Regions from separate parts of the Pungitius pungitius genome. Here region 2 is linked to region 1. Evidence: chromatin contacts called from public Hi-C data. All regions are on one chromosome and are shown on one strand. Each heading gives the region's core, a stretch centred on a gene start, on an enhancer-like site or on the middle of the called end of the contact. The rest is flanking DNA. Distances are from core to core; before and after follow the strand shown.

The links. Hi-C and Micro-C count contacts between places; a contact is called where the count stands out from the background.
Region 2: a Hi-C map of muscle shows a contact between it and region 1, with 6 times the contacts expected there. The contact joins the promoter of lpcat1 here to the promoter of e2f3 in region 1. A contact is called at or near these places in 2 of 2 Hi-C or Micro-C datasets (both in muscle).

What each region holds. Positions count from the first base shown.
Region 1 is chr17:16,384,467-16,389,746 of fPunPun2.1, forward strand. e2f3 (E2F transcription factor 3) reads left to right here and starts at 1,964. Exons shown (of 7, transcript XM_037473850.2): 1 at 1,964-2,164; 2 at 3,593-3,698; 3 at 4,219-4,459; 4 at 4,687-4,818; 5 at 4,981-5,095; 6 at 5,193-5,280. The coding sequence starts at 3,668. It overlaps srfbp1 (serum response factor binding protein 1), which reads left to right. Exons shown (of 3, transcript XM_037473773.2): 3 at 1-1,622. The coding sequence ends at 1,069.
Region 2 is chr17:16,536,498-16,541,777 of fPunPun2.1, forward strand. It overlaps lpcat1 (lysophosphatidylcholine acyltransferase 1), which reads right to left and starts at 2,948. Exons shown (of 14, transcript XM_037473786.2): 1 at 2,729-2,948. The coding sequence starts at 2,815.

The DNA of each region.
Region 1 (5,280 bases), core at 714-3,213:
GCGGATGAAGGGTAGAAAGCCGGGGGGGAGGGAAAAGGTGCAAAACAAAGCTGAGAAGGTGACTCTACAATCTCCAGAGGAAAAGGAAGAGGGAAAGAGTGAGAGAACTGAGGAGAATATTAAAGTGGAGCAAAAGGAAATCTTTGACAAAGAGGAAGGGGGAGAAATCCTTCAAGACACTAAAGAAGCGGCTGTTGCTGAACCTGAAAAGGAAACTGTGGAAGCGAGTCCTTCAGTGGACACTGCAGTTGATCTAAGGAAAAAAACACCAAAAACTAAAAATGTACAATTGGCTTCAATAAAAAGTAGTGAAGTAAAGGACATTGTGAGGAATAAACCTCAATCTAATCATGCAGAAAAGAAACCCGAGCTGAAGCCTACACCCAAATTGCTTCCGAAAAAGGAGGAAGGGGGAGAGAGTGATCTGGAGGCGTCAGATGATGATGAAGAGAAAGAATACTTCGACGACAGCACAGAGGAACGCTTCAACAAGCAGTCGTCCCAGTCCGAGGAGAGCGACAACGACGACGACAACGGCTTCTTTGTTGGAAAAGTGAGCAAATTCAAGAAGAAGAAGAAGAAGAAGCAGAAAAGTGTAGCGGGGGACGAGGCCAATAGGAGTTGTGAAGGGAACCCACCAGACCAAGTCCAGAGCGAACTGGATGAACTTGAGACCAGGCTGAAGTCTAAAGCGCCCGCTCTTCAGTCCGTCTTTTGTTCCTCGCTCTCTTCTTCCAAGCTTGGCAGGGGCCGAGGAAGGGGCGCCGATCGATTCAGCGGCCACGCTGGTCTCGGCGGGGATTTCAATAAACACCCAAAGTTCCAAAAGCAGGAGAACGAGGCAGAACGAAATCCAGGGTCCAAGTACAGCAAGCCCTCCTCTGAGTCCTTTCCCTCTGTCGGTAGAGGAAGGGGGAGAGGCAGGGGTGGAGGTAGAGGTGGAGGTGTCTTCACCCATCAGGAACCACAGCAGGCACTGCATCCATCCTGGGAGGCTAGTAAGAAAAGAAAGGAGCAGCAAGGACAAATCCTGGCCTTCCAGGGGAAGAAGATCAAGTTTGATGACTGAAAATGTTTGTTTATACTCGCTGAATATGTTCCTTTGTTTGAGAGTGGAACCATACCTTCGTGGTCCTGTTTGTCTGGAAAGCTAGTGACATGTAAACATCGTCAGTCAGTATGCTGGATGCTCAACTCCAGTGGAGATGACCTCAATGCAGTTAAGTGACCAATGTCATTTAACTGCATGAATTTCCTTTTTTTGTATTAAATATCAAAATAACTTTCAGAATTATTATTTTAAAACCGGATTTGTTCTAAACGTTCAGATGTCCTACCTGAAGCAATCTCATTGATCATAAAATAGTTAAGAACAGTATTTTTATTTTAAAAATTAAGACATTTGGAAAGTGATACTTAGTTAGTTAATTAGTTTTTTGAGGGGAATCTGTATAAAACCTGTACACCATTGCATTTCGCTGAATGGTAGTGTCCAGTGAAGTACACAATATCTCCAATTGATGTTTAGTTATAGTTGTTATAACCAATAATCACAAACCAAATAACCCTGTTTTTGTTACTTGTGCTCCCCAAGATATGTTTAAGCAACTTGAAATTTGTGTGGAAACATTTTTAATGTTCTTCGCTTTCATTTCAAGACAACTTAATTAAATGCAAATCGAAATTTTAATCATAAAGTCAGAATGACTGAATTGACAGCCACTTTGTTGCCGAGCCTCGTAGTCATTGGTTGGTTATCTCTGCGTCAGCCGGACACGTCACTGCGTAAGCAGGCGCTCAGCCAATAGCAATTGACATGCAAATGTCGTTTGAAACGACCGCGGGGAGTCACGCTTTTGCGCGAACGATATTTTCGAGCTGATTTTGCGTTTCAGATTGACTAATCTATCAATTCGTTAGTATTTATTAGTCAGTGGGGCTATATATAAATATACATTTATAGGATAAGTAAGGTGGAAGCAGCCGAAGCGGGACAAAATGCGAGTCCGTGTTTTTCGGCGTCGCTCCGGGAAAACCTCCAACGTAACGTCGCTCTGCCTCGGCAGCACCGCCGGAGTGACGCCCCGGTTCCACCGGCCGGCCGACGGCACCCAGTACGCCGCATCCCGCCATCACCGAAGGGACCAGCTTAGGTACCGGGGCTGTAAATTCGGATTATCTGAATGTTCTTTAGAGCCGGGACGATCGGAGAAAACGGGAACCTAATGCTATGCTAACATGCTAGTTGCTCTCTTGAGTAAAATCGATTTGACACATCGTGTTGTCAATGTTAACGTTAGCCGGTTGACGCTGCCATTGACTTATATACACCACACCCATTTTCAATCTGGGTTTTAATGGAAGGTAACGTTTAAAGGTGTTAGCAGTAGCTATACATGACATTTGTATTGTGTAACCTTTCCAAGCTTTTATTTTTTCAAAGGTTTATTTTTTCTAATGTTATATCTTGGGTACAAACTAGCTGCCTGTGTTGTTGGTCATGTTAACAACCGGATTACAAAAGTACAGTGTATGTTATGTGCTAGTTACATTAGCACCGTTTGCAACTCGAAATCCAACTTTACTTAGTCAAGTACACGAAAATAAGTGTCGTCGTTAACGGAAGTGCTCGGCTTTCTTCGGAATAAATTATAAAAAATCACGTAAAATAGGGAGGGAAAACGGCTTGACTGCTTCAGAAGCATGCGCAAAGAACATATCAACTTACAGGTGACATCAACGCCTCATGGAAGGGTAGCAGAAATATTAATGACGACAACTTTAGTACTCTTTTAAATTAAAGCTAACGTTCCTCATGTTTTTCAGAGAACGCCTGTAGTAATGTTGCATATATAAAATATATATATGTGTACATGCCGATGTCTTTGCGTTTCTTACTACACATATGTCCTGCCTTAGTTCCCCATCTTAAGGTAGTATGAATACTGGTAAATATACTGTTAGTTTCGTACTTTTATTTTGAAGGTTACTCCGTGACGCCTTGGCCGTGTGAATGTATTTCCGGTAACTTTACACACGCTTTACCGTGGGGCTGAGGCATCACACCGCGGCTTGTCGGAGCCTACTTTTTTGCACACTTTGGTCTTCGAGGGCCGCGCACGCCGACAGCCCTCCACGACGACCGAGTTTCCGCGGGCATACGTTGGTAAGGAGGCGAACTGTGAGACGTCCCCCCGTGTCCGCTAGAGCTGGAAGTCAACTCGCGTTACTGGTAGGCCGTGGGTGAGCGTGGGAGGGGGGGGATGGGGAGATGTTGTTTCAACGAGCTAAACGCACTGCTGAGGGAAGCTAGCCAGTGTCCCCCAACCCCCCCCCCGGGGCTAGTGACAGTCCTGTTCAACGAGGAAATCAACCACCTCCACACGACCAGATGAGCAGGTCGTGTGATGCATTGGCCTATTCGTTTATTCTAGTTCCACACAGGTCAAGTCACAAGTGAGCACAGTGGATTCATAACTAGTTTATAACGTATTATAAGCCCAAAATGGCTGCCTTGTGACCCACTTGATGAGATGGTTCTCAATCAAACGTTTATTCTAACTTAACGCATTGCACATTATCTTTTACTCAGGCAGAAAGAAGGCTGGAGCTGGAAGCCGGTGCCCCCCAGGACCTCCAGGATGGTGGCTGGACCCCCAAAAAGGAGATGGCCTCTCTATCCCACACAGCAGCAGCGGGTAAGGCCCCCTACAGTGTTTAGTTCCGTCTGTTAAGTCCATAAATGATGTTTCTCACACTTAGTCTGTCCACCCGCTTTCACCAAACACGGGCTCTACGTAGAACCCGCTCCGTAGTGTCACAGGACCCAGTTAAAGGAGTACGTTTAGAGTTTTTATGAAGACCAACGAGTCCCTCATGTTGTACGGCTTTGAAATCAGAGTCTAGCCGAGTTGTTGTTTCACTTGCAACAGAAGAATGGAACATGTCAGAGGAAGCATCGTGACAATGAGCCCACTGCAGTGTATCTTAGAAGATAAATGAATCAATACGGAATCTATTTTTTGTTTTTTGTTGAATCTTTTTATTGTTTTTTCCACAATACACAAACGACAAAGAGACAAAAACAAGGAACATCCAAAAGTACATATGAGCAAGTATAAATATGTGGCATGATTTGTTGTTTCTCGGGCAGACACAAAAAGAACCGAAGAATTTCCACAAATTTGATTAAACCCCTCCCCCGTTTTTATATTTCAGCCTCCACCCCCAATCCCGTAGCGCGCAAGTCCCTGTTCGAGAGGTCGCGCTGTGACACCTCGCTGGGTTTCCTGACGCAGAGGTTCGCGGAGATGCTGAGCCGCTCCGCCGACGGGGTGCTGGACCTGAACCTCGCCGCCCAGCAGCTCAACGCCTCCAAGAGGCGCGTCTACGACGTCACCAACGTCCTGGAAGGGATCCACCTCATCAAGAAGAAGTCCAAGAACTTCATCGAGTGGCTGTAAGTGCGGTTTGTGGAGAGCTGCTGTACAGCACTCAGTGAGCTCATGTCACCCTATACGTTATTATAACTCTTTGAAGACTGGACTATGCTACGTTTTATAGACCGAATGTTATTCTCTGTCCAGTTGGTCTCATGACTATCAAGGTGTCATGTCTTCACTGGTGTCTGTAGAGGCTTGAATCCAGTGTGTGTGTGTGTGTGCGCGTGTGTGTGTGCGTGCACAGAGGGGGCGACCCGAACGTCCGCATGGATGAGGAGCTGAAGGCCCTCGTCGAGGAGGAGAGGAGGCTGGACGAGTTGATCCAGAGCTGCACGAAGCAAGTCCACCAGCTGTGCAGCAGGCAGAACACTCGGAGATATCCTTTCTTTGATCTGTCATTTGTGCTCCGCCTGAAAGTCGCAGCCCGGGTTCCGTCGGATGGAACGGGTCTGCGCCTCAAGCGTTGTGTCTCAGAGGCACACGACCGCACCCAGGTTGACTCGTACCCCCCCCCCCCCCCCTTAACTCCGAGGCTCACGTTTGCCTATCTGACCTACGAGGACGTCCAGCGGCTGCCCAGCCTCAAGGAGCAGACTGTGATCGTGATCAAAGCGCCCGCCGAGACCAAGCTGGAGGTGCCGCACCCAGAGGAGGTAAAAATGTTTTCTCCGCGTCACCTGACGATCCCGCCGCTGTCCACGCCGCCGCGTCTCAAAACAACCCACCGCCCCCGCCCCCCCTTCTGCCCAGAGCCTGCAGGTCCACCTCAGCAGCACGCAGGGGCCCATCGAGGCGTTCCTCTGCTCCGACGACCCCGTGCCGATGGACGCGGCGGACG
Region 2 (5,280 bases), core at 1,698-4,197, 150 kb after region 1:
CAATGAGGCCAGTGCACCTTTGGGTGCTCTACACCCCGCAGTGGAGCCTAATTGGGTCTGGTTCATTATTTTCAATTAGCCAAGGGAGGTGCACTGATTCCACTGAGAAGGAGAGGGGGGGGGGGGGCTAAGCCCTCAACCTGCCGTCTGTCATGCTGCTGATGTGCAGATGGCTTCCACGTAGACTCTTCTGGTCAAACCTTTCCTTCATTAAGAAGAAAGATGTCCGCTTGAAGCTTATCCCTCAGAAATCTGTTCAAACCACTGACACCACGCAGATCTTCCACGTATGTAGAACTACTGGAGATGTTTGCTAGGACTGGAGAATGCGTGCCTCCATTGGATGTCACAGGGTCATTGTGTTGACAGCTGTGTGTGTGCGTGTGTGTGCGTGTGTGTGTGGGATGTGTGACTCAGCGGAAAGGATCGCTACCATCTGTCTGTCTCACTTGCTGACCTAGTTGGTCCGCATGGCAGCTGATCATGTTTTGCTGGAAGTTAGAAAAACAAAAGTTCCAGCAGGAAGGTGGGGGGGGGGGGCGGGGGGTCGGGACAGGGGGGGGTGGGGGGGGGGGTGCTTTATGCATCAAGCGGCACACGCTGCGTCGATGTGACAGACCTGCACACGCGTCATGCTGGAATCCAGACCTCCTGCAGCCCAGGGGGCGTCCACGCAGGAAGTCATTCCTCCTCTGTTCGGTCATAGCTTGGGTTTGTTGACAAATGATGGGGGGGGGGGGGGGGGGGGGGGTCGCGATCACACAAATAAGTGTGTGGACACACGTGTGTTCCAGTTTGCAATCACTGCTCCGGCACAGACTCACTACTGTTGACAATCGAGTGCAAATACATGCACCACCAGTAAAGAGCAACACGTGTGTGTGTGTGTGTGTGTGCGTACGTGTGTGTGGGAGGGGGTGGTGGGAGGTGGGGGGGTATTGCTGGGAACCGCCGGCGCGCACGTAAAGTCTGGTGCTTTGTGATCTCTGCGCTGAATGGACGCAGGCATCTACTGAGCCCCGGAGCTATAGGGAAACACAGCGACCTCGTGGGTGTGCACTTCCTCCTTTTGTCTGACTGCAAACAACTTCAGAGACGCACACCGTGGCTGCTTGATTTTCGGTGGAACCCGTTTCAGGGCGTTTCTCTCGAGCAGAAAGCCGAGAGGGCAAGGTAGCCGTTCGCTAAGCCTCGCCCCCCCGCTGCTGCTGCTGCTTTATGCAGCCCGTGGAGGCCACACAGACTAGAGATGATCGCATTGATGGAGCAACTCAACGCCGTTCCAGAAAGAAACGGCATACGGGTCAACAATATGTGCGAAAGTGCAGAGAGAACCGGTTAAAAAACGATACAGACAGGATTAGGACATGAAGAACAATAGTACCGGTTCAGCAGGAACGTCTACTCACTGTTAAGAGTCTAGCTGTCAGACCCTTAGCTCCAATGCCACAAGGGGATTGGCCAGTATACCTTCGAGGGCGGGATTTAGGGGGAAGGATCGCCTGGAAATACTTTAATTAATCTCATCTGTAACCCCCCGAATGAAAGAAATTATCAGGGAGGCTGCAGGAAACGAGATGAAACGAGCCGGGTTGAGTCGGCCCGGTGGACGGCATTAGCAGTCAGCTGCCACCGCCCAAGCCCGAGAACCAATTGATCCATTGGTTGATTGATGAGAAGCCCCCCCCCCCTCCTCGCAGTGACAATCAATCCATCCCCAGGATTGATTTGGGGGGGGTTTGCGGCCGCAGCTGTCGGTCCATATCAAAGCAGCAGAGTCTCTCTCTCTCTCTCACAAGGTGTATGCTCTTCTTTAAATGTGCTCAACTGTATTTAAGTATCAGTACCCCCCCCCCCCCCCAAAGGGAGAAAGTAGAGTGCTGTTGACTTTTTAAACCGCCTTGACGGTTGAGTGGTGCAATTATGTAAAAAAAAAAAATGTAAATGCCTATGATCCGATGCAAATGTTTGATGCAAATGTGATCGATGAAGATTCATCCGCCGGCCGGGGGGGGGGGGGGGGTCACGTGGGCCGCGTCTCCGATAAATGGAGAAGATGAAGCGCGCAAGTTGCTCAATGGATGACCAGAAGTGTGCAAGCGTTAACCGCTCGTTTCCTTCACACGACAGGACACAAGTGCACAAGTGTTACTCTCTAATCTCTGATGATACTGCAGGCCCCGCTCGGGGGGCTACAATCCTATTAGTTTCCTTCTGATAAGAAGATTTAAAGTGAGAGATTGTAGAAGATTTACCATTAAGTCACTTGGTGGTTTTCAGCAGCCCATATGTGAGAATATTAAAGGTTTATCCCGATGGGCACTCATTACAGCGAGCCATGAAATGCTAAAGGATGGATGGTTTTTAACAGTTCCCATTGTGTTTTGCAACTTAAATAAAGGGATTAAGGCGCGTGTTGCACAGCTGCCCCAAATGTCCCCAAACGGTTCAGATTCCCGCGCTGTTGACCGGACTTTAAAGAACTTCATGTTCTTTTATTTCGAAAATGGACACATGTCACACGTTGCGTCCCCACAGTGTCCACTGACTCTCCGAACAGGAAACAACGAGCCGACACTGTGTCCGACACAGGTTATCGCTTTAAATTTAATTAGGGCGCGAGTTTGGCAGATATAAAAAATAATCAAGGCCCTTTGCGGCAGCTCGCGATGAAGAGCAAATCATCGGGGCCTCATCAATTAATCGCTCGCGATCTTAATTGCCTTACCTTTATTGTCTGTGGTATGGTGAGTTTCAGCTCGTGCACGAAAGGGTTTGTAGCCGCTCTGGGGGGGCGACTGTTTGATGACTTCATAGTTTATAGTCTTTGTTTTTTTGTTGTTGTAAATATCAAAATAAAAGTCAGGTTGTGAATGTTGGGCTGGTTGCGCTCGTCGCTCCTCGACGTAAGAGAGTCACTTCTTCTGTTTGGAGTCTGTCCTCCTCCCACCAGAGGAGCCGGGAGGGGGAGGGGGGGGGCGACGATCAAGCTGGCGTCACCAAACGACGTCACTTCCCGTTACGGGATTCAAAATAAAGTCCTTGTAGCGGGGTTACGTATTAATATTTCGGCCTGGAAATTTCCACTCATTTAAAAAGTATTTTTTAAATGTTTACTACGGTGGGGTTCAATTTAAAAGACAAAATTAATCCGGAAACATGCATTCAACTCAATGTATCCGGGAGGCAACATCTTGTTCATGCTTTTATTTTGAAAGCGGGGACAAAATCTGAAAACCTAAAGGCACGTAACGTACCCACGATCATCCGTGTCAAATAAAGTTCCCCAATGAAAGCAAAGGCCTTATCTAAGACATTCATACAAACATGTCAGCCATTAAACTCATTAAAGTTACAACTATAAACAAACAAAAAGTTATGCAGTGAAGGCGCCAAACTCAGAACAGTAAACCATTTAAAGGAAATCCATGGCACTGGGGTCATGTTACTTATTATGTGCGGAATTTGTACCAGCTGGGTGAACAAATAAGCTCCTCCTTTTGTAACAAGGTGAACATTTTTTAGAGGAGGGTGGACTTGAAATATTCTGGGCACACATCTAAGTGACAAACCCGGATAAAAGAATAACATGAGGATAAGAAGGCTCTGTGAGATGTGTCTTTGAGATGTTCGGGATGATTTGCCTTCAGTGAGATTCATTCTGCATTTGAAGTTGAGTTTCCTCCTGCTTTTGATCCACCCATCATTTTCTTCTCGGGGACTTTTATTTTTAGATAACATCAATCGCCCGAGTCAAACTGACTTAATTGTTACTCAAATCACATCACGCTGTGGGGCAAACTGCTTTTTCACCAAAGACCCACGTGTTCATCTCTGCAGACGCACTTCATTAAAGCATTTCACTGTTCCTGCTGCATGACCACGTATTTCATGACACGTCATTGTAAATTGAATTGTAAATAACACGTTATTCGTCCTGTTGTCCCTTGTCTTGCTGTTCGATGGTGTGCACCAACCTCCATGTCAAATGCCTTGTATGTCTAACACATTTTGGCAAGGAATGTTCCTGATTGCTGTGTGATCGTAAGAGCAGGCGAGAACGTTTTTTTTTGTGTGTGTCGTTTCTCGTCAGAGGACATTGCCCTTTAGAACGACCGCGTTCAAGCCTCAGTGTTTGTGGCGAAACAACCTCTAACCCCCCCCCCGGGTCAGCCGTGCACGTCTGCACACTGTGCATGTTACGACCTGTCAGCCCTGTTTGTGTGCGTCAGGTTTTCTTTCAGCCACATTGCCTCCACGGTTTCTGGCGGGACCTCATGGCCGTGTCAACCCGGTCGGATTACAGACGGATCTTTGACACAAACAACCAAAGTACTGATCTGTAGGATGTGGACAACTTACAGTGGTTAGACAAAGTGTATAACATGGTGGTATGGATCCTATATCCATGCAGCAAACACTTTAGCGCCCTCAAGTGGAGGAGCGATGGAAAGGAATCGTACATAAAATAGAATACAAGTGTGATAAAACGCTAAATCAAAGTTTATTGATTCATCCCACAACTACCCTCCAAAAATATTCCTAATGATTTTAAATAACGTAATTGAAATGTATTGGTTATAATGAATGACTTTTGTGTAAAGACTTTCAGTGTAAGATTTAAAAGAGTAAATGAAAATAAGTGACTATATCCAAAAATAAATTAACTAATTTGTGTTTGTTTGGAAGCTTGACTTAATAAATCTCCTTTTATAATTATTTTCAAATGTTGCCAAACTTTATGATGGGTTTGTGAAGCAACAAATCAGTTCCTACACTGTGGAAAATGTATATATTTGGTGTTATTGCTGTTAAATAGGGGAAATAAAGGGAGGGGAAAAAAGCTTTTTTTGTTCAACCAAACACTTTATTTTTAAAATCACAGTTCTTCTGAATTTCCACGACCTCAAAGCGATCCTCACACTGCCCCTTTGTCATTTCAGCCCTGTCTCTGCTTGTGTCTCGGATTCGTCTTGCAGAACACAAACAAGCGGCCCCTCCGACGCACAATGAAACAGTCTTTGCAGCGCCTCTTCAGGGCAGACTTGGTTTTCATCCCCGCAGAGGGCTGCACGCAGGTGAGATGCTGACACTGTCCCAACAGAGGTGTCCCACGCCGAGCAGAGGAGCCACCGGAGGGAGCCTGGACGGGTTGATGGACTCTGGTCGATGACTGGAGTAGTGTGCGGGGGGCCGCGATGAGGCTGCAGAGGCATCCGTAGGCGCGAGCTGCTGGTGACGACGTCACATTTAACCTGTTCAGGTGGGACACTTGGCGAG